2 separate regions of the Mus musculus genome follow, and region 1 is linked to region 2. A link is a contact called in public HiCAR-type data. All regions are on one chromosome and are shown on one strand. The core of a region is the stretch at or near the end of the contact, and the rest is flanking DNA. Distances in the headings are between cores, read along the strand shown.

The links. HiCAR-type assays count read pairs that join an accessible place to other places.
Region 1: a contact with region 2 is called in a HiCAR-type map of astrocytes, with 2.0 times the contacts expected there. The contact joins two enhancer-like sites. A contact is called at or near these places in 2 of 15 datasets of contacts at CTCF or cohesin (pro-B cells and stem cell-derived epiblast-like cells), 15 of 484 Hi-C or Micro-C datasets (the AML12 cell line, the G1E-ER4 cell line, bone marrow-derived macrophages and 8 more), 3 of 115 datasets of contacts at active chromatin or transcription factors (astrocytes, bone marrow-derived macrophages and large pre-B cells) and 1 of 9 other capture datasets (macrophages).

Annotation. Positions count from the first base shown.
Region 1 is chr8:10,790,511-10,796,600 of GRCm38.p6, forward strand. No RefSeq gene overlaps it. Among named protein-coding and RNA genes, the nearest start is that of Gm32485, 24 kb to the right of the region's middle. Within about 2 kb of position 3,946, at least 41 of the 459 cell types and tissues checked have an H3K27ac peak or open chromatin away from gene starts, as enhancers often do. A contact at or near this core is called in astrocytes, where this site is marked.
Region 2 is chr8:10,571,017-10,576,706 of GRCm38.p6, forward strand. The region is part of intron 32 of Myo16 (myosin XVI); the gene reads left to right. Among named protein-coding and RNA genes, the nearest start is that of Gm32330, 99 kb to the right of the region's middle. Within about 2 kb of position 3,050, at least 14 of the 459 cell types and tissues checked have an H3K27ac peak or open chromatin away from gene starts, as enhancers often do. A contact at or near this core is called in astrocytes, where this site is marked.

The DNA of each region.
Region 1 (6,090 bases), core at 2,696-5,195, 220 kb after region 2:
AGCTTTCCCCCAGTCTAGTGATGGTGCTCGCTAGTGCCACTGCTGGCTAGAGGAGGGCTGCCATGATCCAAGTGTCACAAACATGAGCACAACTGCCCTTTACTCTTCCTGGGTGTGTGCGTGCACCCAGGAAGTGAGTGAGTGTGTTTGTCTGTGTGTCTACGTCTCTGTGTGTATCTGTGTGTGTGTGCACATGTGTGCCTGTGCATGCATGCATTTGTGAGTGTGTGTGTGTGTGTGTGTGTGTGTGTGTGTGTCTGTGTCTGTGTCTGTGTCTGTGTCTGTGTCTGTGTCTGTGTCTGTGTCTGTGTCTGTGTCTGTGTCTGTGACCTGAGACTTATGGTGACAATATTGCCATGGGCCCTGCTGGGATTCATCCTTTTAAAAGTTCTCGAACAGAGAGAAGGTGGTTACAGGTACAGCTGTGATTTGCATTTCTTTGGTAACTGCCAAGGCAGAGCTTTCTCTCCTTGCTCTTTGTATCCCGTTGTTGATTTACTATTCACAGCTCGAGCTGTTTCATTCTCTGTGACTGTCTGTGAGTGAACTTACCTATGATGGCCATTAACACTCCGTCTTGTCAATAGAATGCAGGTGTCCTACTCTTTCTTATTTATCTCGTTGCTGTTGTTTTTCATCTTCTATATGGTGAACACGTTGTAGTGGAAAGTGTGTTATCCATCTCTGTGACAGACTGTGCATTTGTATCCTTCAGTGTTGTGTCTTATAAAAAAAAGAAAAAGAAGCCAGGGATATGTTTGGTGGAGACACAGTTTGGTGTGGGGGAAGAAGGTGCCTCGGCAGGCCCATGCTGAGGCATCCCTTCCCGCTGTGGTACCAGCCACAACGCCATGGGTATATAGTATGGAATAGAGTTTATTTGGGGCATGGGGAGGGGAGTTGAGGGGTTAGTAGAGACAGAGAAAGGGAGAGAGAGAGAGAGAGGGAGAGGGAAAGGGAGAGGGAGAGGGAGAGGGAGAGGGAGAGGGAGAGGGAGAGGGAGAGGGAGAGGGAGAGGGAGAGGGAGAGGGAGAGGGAGAGGGAGAGGGAGAGAAGAGAAGAGAAGAGAAGAGAAGAGAAGAGAAGAGAAGAGAAGAGAAGTAGAGGCCGGCCATGAACACATGGAGAGAGATGGAAAAGGGGAATGGGGAGAGAAGGTACAGACAGGGAAGAGAAGGAAGGAGTAAGAAGAACAAGATCAAGAGAACAACGAGGGGTCAAGCAGCCCCTTTCATAATGAGTCAGGCACACCTGGATGTTGCCAGGTAACTGGGGGGGGGGGGGGGGAGTGGAGAGTAGAATAAAGGTCAACATCCAGAACCTGTGTTTGGACTTTGAGTGTTTTGGGGGGGGGGGAGTGAAGGGAGGGTAGCGCTGTGCATGTCAGGGTGAGCAGGGAGGGATCCCTCAGCAAACGGGATAGGAAAGCTTCAGCTGGCTCTTCTCCCTACCATGGAAGGAAACAGTGAGAAGACTGTACACAAACCACAAAATGATTCTCAGTGGACCCCACATCTGCTGGTGGCTCCCCAGCAGGCAGAACGAAGAGCGACATGTGCCTGCTAGCCTGTCAGGATTCTTCCTAACAGCAGGCCGAACTCATGAAGACAGCTCCTTTTGTAATATCACTTTCTATTTAGCATACCCTTTCCAAGCTTGTAAGAAACACTTTTTAAAAAATCTTTCTTTTAAAATGAACTTTTGCTTTCTAGTTCTCAGCTCATTTTTCTTTTGATACATGATGGCTTTTAATAAGTCTTTCCCTGTCCCCTTTCACTACATGAAAGCTTCTTTAAGTAGCCAGTTGGGGATGAGCCATAGTCCAGCTCATTCTAACTCAGTTATTGAACAGCCCAAGTTCCAAGATGCTACTCCTAGGGCACAATGTATCAGACAAGGGATGGGAACATAATACGTGTACCAAGGGGACACTCTTTGTCTATCAGTGGGTCACCAGTGTGAATGACCTCCTAGATCTGATCCTATTCTTTGCATGACACTCCATGAAGCTCTTTAAAAGAACATGCTCTTCAGGAGGACATGCAAATGATGCATGGGTTTGAGATGGATTTTCTGTGCATTCAACATGATTATCTAAGTGGTCTACAGCAATGAATTTTAAACACATTCTGTCTGCAGACATCAATAGATAAGTTTCAGTCTGGTGAGAACGGGGGGAGGCACAGTGAGAGGGAACATTATGGCCACCACACATGCCTCTCTTTCTGTCTGGACTCAGGGTGGAAGTCAACATGACAGTCACAGGGTTGCACAGGTAGCTCCGAGGGTAAAAGCACTCATTGAATAAGCTGGAGAAGCTGAGTTTGAATGCCCAGCACCAGCATAAAGGTAGGCATAGATTCATGTGTTACACCTCCAGCAATGGGAGGTAGAGATAAGAGGATCCTGGAAGTTCTCTGACTGCCCAGTTTCTGGTTCAGTGAGAGACTGTTTCAAGACACAAACGCAGAGAGAATGGAGGAAGACATCCAATGCTTTCCTCTGGCTCCACATGTATACATGCATACCTGCACACTCATGTGCATGTACCACACACACTCATATGCATGCACACTCACATGAATGTGTCACACACTCATATGCATGCACCATGCACACTCACATGCATGTACCACACACAATCACATGTATGCAACATGCACATATGCATGTACTATATACACTCACACACATGCACCACATGCACTCACATGCATGTACCATGTATACCTGCGTATAGCACATATACTCACATGCATGTACCACATACACTTACATGCATACACCATACACACTAACATGCATACACCACTCATATGTATGCACCATGCATACTCACATGTATGCATCACACACTCACATGCATGTACCATGCACACTCGCATGCATGTACCATGTATACATGTGTGTACCACACATACTCACATGCATGTACCACACACTCATATGCATGTACCAAATACACTTACATGCATATACCATACACACTAACATGCATATACCATACACACTAACATGCATATACCACACACATGCATGCACAATGCATACTCACATGCATGTACCATGCACATTCAAATACTCACTCATCCCAAAACAGAGGAAGAAACAAAAGAAGGAAAATGTGGCTGCCACAGACTGGCATCTTAAATCACAAATTTTCTTTTATTTTTTTCTTGTAAGTGTTTGTGCCTTCCTGAACTCTATACATCCAGCCTGTAAAGATGGATGCATCTAAAGAATATTGATGGTTTCCAGGGTGCACTCTGGGCAAGTGCTCCCTCTGTCCAGGCCATTGGACAGCAACCCTCACTCTACAGTGAGCAGACTGAAGCTGTTGCTCAGAGTTATTCTTTAAAGCCAGATGAGGATGGGGTAAGTGTGTGTGTGTGTGTGTGTGTGTGTGTGTGTGCGCGCGCGTGCGCGCGCTTCAGTCAGTAAAGTACATGCTATATAAGAATGAGGCCCTGAGCTCAGATTCCCAGTATCCATGTAAAAATGCTGCATACAATGAGCATACAGTCCATGCTTTGGGGAGGTAGAAACAGGAAGATCCCAAGATCAGCAAGTCAGCCTCATTAGTAAGGGAACTTAATTCAAAGATGAAGATGGAGAATAGTTGAGGAAGAAACCTGATATCAACCTCTGGCCTCCATACACGCACATATGCACACCTAAATGCACAAACATACACACACACATGTGCACGTACACACACATGCACACCTAAGTGCACACACACACACACACACACATACACACACCAGATGGGGAGTCAGGACCTAGACAGCAAAAAAAAATCTAACTGCACTCTTGCCCTGTGCATCACACACTCAAGTCTTTGCAGCAGGACTTCATCCTTTCAGACAAAATGGAACCTTCCTGAGCAGATCTCCCCGCTAATGGCGCTGACAGGCAGAGGCTGTCAGGCCACATTCCTACAGCTGTGGTGCATCGCTCCTTTCCAGAAACCTCACAATGCGCCTCATTTGTATTCTTCCTCTTTCTCAGGGAATGAAGTGGATTTCAATTTCTTTTCATTTATTTGAACTAAAGATTAGGTCTCTCGTTTGTTTTATTGCTTTCATTCTGAAGAGAAAGAGCGATGAATGCATCCATGAAATATTTCAGGGAAGAATAGAGCCGGGAATTCTCCATTAGCCCCATGCGGCCATTGTGTTTCCCCCTCTCAGCCGCAGGATTAAAGTTTGCTTCTATGGACATGAATGCTGCCATTTCCTTCTGAGAAATCACCCTTCTGTGTGTTTTTGTTCTGCTTTTTCAGTTCGGCTGACCTTGGATGCTGGGTGACTACACTTAGTAGAGTTACAAAATGCAAAATAAAAATAAAAAGACCATTCTGAAAGGGAAGTCTGGTTTTGGTGGCTGTTTTTTTTTTTTTTTTTTGAATATTCAAAACTATTCTGAGTCCTGTATGCATTGCAGACACATCCAACTCAGACCACTCTGAGTCTTACTGCTAAAAAAAAAAAAAAAAAATGTCCTTTGGGGAGCAGAGAGATGGCTCAGAGGATAAAGCCACTTGCCACCAAGCCTAATGACCTGAGTTTGCTCCCCAGAATTCACATGGTAGAAAGCACAAACTGACTCCTGCAGATTGTCTTCTGTCTGCCACCTGTGTGCCTTGGGGTGCAACAGCCCTTGGAATAAAATAAATAAATCTAATAAGATGTTTGAACAGCTCTTGAAATTCTATTTTCCTGTGTATTTATGTGTATATACTTACATACATATATACACACATACATGTGCACGTTCATGTTGGTGCACATGCATACAGGTGCAAATGCATATGTGTACAAATGGACATAGATGGTAGAGGTTGGCCATGAACAAATTTGGTGGAAATTCCTGACTCTTCCTGTGGGAACAGGCTGCTCAGAATGGCATGAATGTCTATTTGATGTTCTATTTTCATAGCCTTATGTGTCCCAGTATCTGTATTATTTTCATTCCTCTCAGCCCTTTTTGGAAGAATTTTAACAATGCACACAACTGAAAAAGAGTCAAAGATATCTTGAAACCAAAGATGTTTCCAGAAAATGTTCCCATGTTTAAAGTACAGTTCAAAATGGCTTGCTGTGGTCAGTGCTCAGTATCCCTTGAAGGAAGAAAGAAGACATTTTAACATGAGTTTCAAGTCACAATCTAAACTGAGACAAGTACCTTTTGGTAATTTTGGATCTACAACTTCTATCATGTCTAACATCTAAATGTCTCACTAAAATGGAATACCACCATCACCACTGTGTCTTCAGAGGCTCACATAGTATCATACTGAATGCAACAGTCACCACTGAGACTAGCTTGTTTCCCACATGTTGCCTCCAAACCACACAGCTAAGGTTACTATCAATTCCCTGAATGGCAAGACCAGGGAAGGAGCAGACCAGTAGTCCCAGAGGATGCCTCATTGGGGAAGTCAGCCACTCTCTTATAGTCCAAGAGATGAGGCAGTGCTCCATGATAAAAACCCAACAGACACTAAAAGATAAGTTCATGCTCAATAGAGTCAGGACAGTGCAAATGGTGTGTGTGTGTGTGTGTGTGTGTGTGTGTGTGTGTGTGTTAGAGAGTTGTCTCTAACATAAAAAGGACAACCAGAAACAGAACAGTCCTTGATGATATCCTGCTGTGACCAGTGCCCATATTTAAGGACACAGGTTCCAGAAGACCAATAGACAGAGAACTGTGCGATTTAGAACTGGAGACCTTTTAGAACCTCCTTGTGGTTCTTGAACCTCTAGATGTTAGAGACATATGATTTATTTCAAGCTCAAAAATACCCTTCAATGTGTCTAGAGATAGGATTTGACTCAGGCTAGGAAAGAACTGAGGGACACAAGTTAGCAGGGTATGATGCCCTATATGCCATAGAGCACAGTGCTCAGCAGCCTTCTAAGCAACAAGAAGAAAGTTGGGTTTTGATGGCTTTTTTTTAATATTCAAAAATATTTTGAGTCATGTATGCATTGCCTTCTTAGCCAAGACGTGGCATCCTGTGCTGGTTAAGATTCTAACTCATTTTACAGATGAACCCCTGAGCCATAGACAAAAGCCAGATGTGAG
Region 2 (5,690 bases), core at 1,800-4,299:
GCTGGTCTGATGTTGCTGATTTGTGTTTGATTTGTTTATTCACCATTCATCTCCAGTGTCCTTCTGTCCCATGTGAGTGAGTATCATGCTGGCACATAGTATCTGACATTGTCATTGGTCCAGTTGCTCCTTTGTCCCTAATACTGCTCACCTGAGTGTGGCCCTGGATGGTTGTTTTCTTCTCTCACCAAGCAACCCAAGGAAGAGCGAGGGCTAGTTCTGTTTTTGTTTTCTCACTCACAGCTCAGTTGAAGGGACTGTCTGCAGTCTCTGACCATTCTGATGAGCTGAGGGTTAGGCTGCTGCAACTAGAGGCAGCTGCCAGCAGTAAGAAACACCCTGTGTTCTGCAAACAAGGAATGCAGCCAGCAGCACCAGTCTCTGAGGATGCTCTGACAGTCTCTGATGTGGAGACCACCACATCTCCTTCATCCCTCCATGCTCAGTGTGCTGCGCTTGCATATCCAAAAGCCATAGAGGAATGAATATATATATTATTCTTTTGCAAAATATCTTCTCAATACTCTTATCTTTTGGAGAAGAAATGAGGCATCTCACTATTCCAAGAAGAAGTGTATCAGCTAGAGCCCCACATCCCACTGAAGATGGAGACACCTGGTGCCTGAGCCTCTGTAGACAGGAGGCATCTTCCTCAGAGGCAGTCACAGGAACTGACTATAGAAGTGGGACCCAGAGCACAGTGTTTTGTGCATTCATCAATTTGCTCATTCTTCAAGGAGTAATACATAAATATTCTAGCTCCCCTGGTTTGATGCAAGAAGGATCGTACATAATAAAATTAGAAAAAAAATGAAAAGAAATTAAAAAAAAAAAAGTAGGCCAAAGCTTAGGACCTCTGACAAGGAGATAAATAACCAGCCATGCCTCGGTGCCTAATGGTTTGTTTAACTAACAATCTCTCCTTAATTATAGGCTATTAGTAAATGAAAGTATACTGGTAAGGAACAACAAAACGTTGTAATTCTACAAGTCATGTTTTATCCCAACAACCAAAATGGACCCTAAAAAGAAAGCATTAAATAAGGTCAAAAATATTATTTGAAGCTAGAACTAAAAGTTCTAGCTAAAAGCTAGAACTAAAAGTCCCACCAAATATGCCTTTCTATAGGTCAGAACTGGGTAGATTCCTCTCTGTCAAAAAGCAGTGAAGTCCATATAAGTCTAGGGAGAGCTTATCACTTAGAAACCTCAAGGAGGTTTCTAGCCTGGGGATATGGCTCAACAGTTAAGGGTGCTTGTTGCTCTTCCAGGGGATATAGGTTCTGTTCCAGCACCCACATCAGGAAGCTCACAGCCAACTGTAACTCCAGCACCAAGGCATCTAGAGCCCTCCCGTAGCCTCTACAGCACAGATGCACACAGACACAAAGCTAAATAACAAAATAGATCTCTGCAAAACAAAGGGAAACCTCAAGGCAGCAGAACAGATGAGGGGCATGGCAGGCCTCCAAGCATGGCCTGTGAACCTGCTCCCTCCCCCAGGTCATATCAACCAGCCAGCATTGCAACTGAAAAGTTGTAGCATATCTATAGCCCCACTTCGAGTTTTCACAAAATACATTCTAATCTGAAAAAGAAAGAAAGGAAGGAAGGAAGGAAGGAAGGAAGGAAGGAAGGAGAGAAAAGAAAAAAAGAAAAGAAAAGAAAAGAAAAGAAAAGAAAAGAAAAGAAAAGAAAAGAAAAGGAAAGAAAAGCTGCTTTGAAGCATTTATGATCACTTCTGTAATATCAGGAATCTTAATGACATGAGCCTCGGCTGTTCCCACCCAGATGCAGGAGTTCCCAACATACACTTAATGGAATTTTCCCAAGCCTGTGAGGGAAATGGGTTTATACGCTTGTGTGACATGCTCCCCTGAGATAGAGCAGGGCGATCTCTGAGACTGTGAAAGGGTTATGGTAAGATAGGGAAGGGAGAGATTTAATGCCCCTGCCGTGTGCTGGAGCAGCTTACATGATTATTAAGGCTTACAGGGTTTCATCCTCAGGAGAGAAAATCCACTTTCTACTGAGGGATCCCCGGGGTTACCATTCATAGTGAATCACAGCTCAGGCTCCCAATCGTCTTCTCTTGAATCTTTATTTTGAAAGACATTTTTATATCTAAAGTCATCTAGTGTGTGGCTAAGTCTCCCTTCTGGCAGGCATCAGTGGTAGCTCCCATTAATACCTGGATGGCTGTGAAGCTTGGAGATTGGCGCGCACGTTTTGCAGAGTGGGCTCACAGGGTTTCTTTTGCTTTTTAGCATGGTGACTTGGAGAGCACTAAACTGTCAGTGAATTTCCCGTTGCAGGTATTTTGAACACAAATGTGTTATGCAATAGTAAGGGAGAAATTGTGTACAGAAGTAAGGTCGGTTCTCTGGTATATAATTCTATCCCAGGACTATTCTGGAGACCTCCTTGTAGGATTTCATGAATAACAGTGTACATTAAAATAGTTCACTTTCTGTTTATCTTTGAGACAGAGTCTCAATTTGTAGCCTAAGCTGACCTCCAACTTATGGCAACCCTCCTGCCTTAGCTTCCAGAGTGGTGGGATTTAACAGGCACAAGTCAACATTCCAGGCTTTAGATTTTTCTTGTGAGCTAAATAATCATGGACATTCTAATAATACAGAACACAGAGTTGGGGGTGGGGAGAGGCACATAGACCTGACTGAAAAGATTAGCCATGTTGGACTAACAGCAGTGGGGGGCTTCAGGCACCATTTTTAACAGCCTGCTGCTCCCACACTCTATTCTGAGTTAACTACTACGAATATGCCCATAATACAGGTGGGGAAACAGAGGCTCAGAGAAAAGATAAGCTTGCCTAGTGTTCCTCTACAAAGCCTGACAGAGCAGTGGGTCTGTCCAGTACAGCTCTTTCCACAATTCTTTCCTTGATGCTGCCTGAGAAAAGACCAGGGGTAGAGGGGTTAAATACATATTTTATTGCTTCCGTGTGACAGTAACAGTCACAGAGCTTGGGTGAGAAAACTCAAGACTGTTGAATATGTACTTTTCGGGTTACAGGTAAACAGTCCTATAAATTCCAGAGACAGAATTAGACCAGTTAAGCCATTGAGGTGAAATATGACCAGATAGTTATTTGCCTTTGCCCTGTAAGAGCTAAAGTTTCAGCTAACTGCCACAGGGTTTTCTTCTGATGATCTGAGAATCACCATGCTAATTATTTCTCGTTGCTTCCTTTGAAAATGTGAGGCCCTTTTCAAATGGCAAAGGAGGCTTGGCCAGGACACCAGGAGGCGCTATTGCTCTGAGTGGTAGTTCCCGGCATGTTTGTCTTTATGGACTCTTAACTGAAAGTCACTGAACAGGATCCCAGGAAGATGGGGTATCCACGGAATACAGCGTGTGGTAGAAGTCTGAGGAGAAAAGTAGAAGGGAGCCAGACAGAGCTAAGATGAGTTTGATTCACAAGTTATTCCCTTAAAACACAACGAAAGCACAACACTCATTTCATTATTCCCTGACCCCGTGAATCCAGAGCGTTCCAGATGTAAACAAGTACTTGGAAATGATTACAGCAGAAGACTACTATAACATGTCTTCCATACAGTAGCTGGGTTGACTACTGTATGGAAGCTCTACCTTCTGTAGAGGCCAAGAGGCACATAGAGGCTTAAATATAGACGGAGGCATAGATATACAGATATTTCCTAGATCCAGAGCCTGGTAGCACTTTCATTTAAGGCTTGCTTAATCCAAGTAGAAATCATCATAAGTTTCTGATATTCTACTCGATTATATAAACATTTCAGATAAAGAATATTTTGAGTTTGGAAGTCTGTATTTTATAAATTAAATCTTACAGAACCGTGTTTTTATTTTCGAATACTGTTTGTTTTAGAAGGGCTTTAAAGTTGGCCTGTGGAAGGTTTTGAGTGTACTGGAGGGAATAGGTTACACAAGTAAGTACCTTGTGGTCTGGGATGCTTTGTCTTTCTTTTCTCACACCACTCCCCATCACTGGGTGAACTGGAAGTGCACGCTGGGGCTCAACCTTTGTTAATATTTATAAATACCTCATGTTTACGTTCTTCAACAGGAAAGGTATATTCTTAAGTGTCTTTACCTCAGACAGTCACTGCACCCAGTCTAGGCCCATAGGGTGCCCACTACCCACAACAAGGCTGATTCTGGAAGCTAGGGTTCACTATTCATTGTATAACCACAGCAGTTTGCATGCCACAAAACAAAACAAAACTAAACTAAACTAAAAACAAAAAACAAACTCCCAACAAGATTCCCCATTCCATCTTGTCTTACGCAGGAAAATAAAGGCAGCGGCGGTATCTTGATTCAACATTTTACAAAGCGTTGATGCTTCTGTGACAGGTACAATGCTGTACCCTAGACACTGCTTAGCAATGAGAAGCAAGATGGCGCCCGCTTCCTGGCTGACCAGCAGGATTGGTGTCTGCTTACTCATGCTCCTTGTCTGCAAGTGCCTACTCTCCACTGGTGGTGTGAAATTTGAAGCGGAAATTCCAATGTTATTGTTGTTTAATCCGATACATTCAAATGAGTTGGCACCACACGGAATTAGTCTGCCTCATGCAAATCTTGACCTCAAATAATAGGAGGCATCTCCCCGGCCTCTTGCCCATGGATAGATCTTGTGCTGTCTTGTCCGTGGCTGCTCTGGTTTCCTTCCACCCAGATGCCGCTCTCTGTGGTGATGTACTTGGGTGTCTGCATGCTCCTTGGTGCCTGTGAAAGGTAGCTCCAAGGCTCATGAATATTTCTAAGGCTGTAGACAGCACACAGTTCACTGCTGTATGAATCTTCTCTATGACCTGCACCCATCCACAGCCTCCCTTCACACAGAAGTTTCCCTCTTAGGCACAGAAAGCATTGTTCCCTTGCATTCTGGAACCATCTTGCATTAACACTACACTTTCCTCAGTGTCCAAATGAGGAAGTCTTTTGGAGAGATGAGATAGGTATCCTCAAAGAAAGCTGGTCGCCACTTACAACTAAGTTCCAAGAGGAACTGGGCAACAGTTCTTCTCTCAACAGACCTGTGGCTGTCCCCATACCCACAGGTATAGTATGTCTCTAACAAGAAGGAGTCCTTTCACTAACTTCATGACTTCCCTGCATCAAACGAAGGTATCTGTACTTGGGAGAGGTGGCTGCGACTTTGAGTGTTTCTAATTCTCCGATGTTTGGAAACCTCATACTTTAGTCAGTTACACTAAGAAATGTTCTTTGGCGTTTTATAAATTGATCAGTAGCCAAATTGACCCATTCAAAGGACAGAGCTCTTTGTCCCCTATAGTATTTGGAAACTTGTTCAATGCCTAGACATTGGTTGTGGTTTGACATTCATCTCACAAATTACCATAGTTTCTCTCTCCAAATACCCAAGAATTCATATAAGCAAATTGTACAGCCAGGCTTGTGTGGACTTGCAGAGTGAATTCCATTACAGTCACTCAGTAACTCAGACTGTAAGCACAGGGCTTGCTACTGAAAATCCAAAACAATAAATGACTAAATCTTCCGTTGCCTGCCTCCTCCCAGGCTGTGTGGGATTCCCACTTCAGAGAGAAAAAAGCAGAGGAATAAACCTCTAATGTGAGGGGGATCCATGGCTGGGCTCAAAGTGTCCCCAGACCCTTGAGTTCCTCACATGCACCTTGTTTGGAGACGGGGAG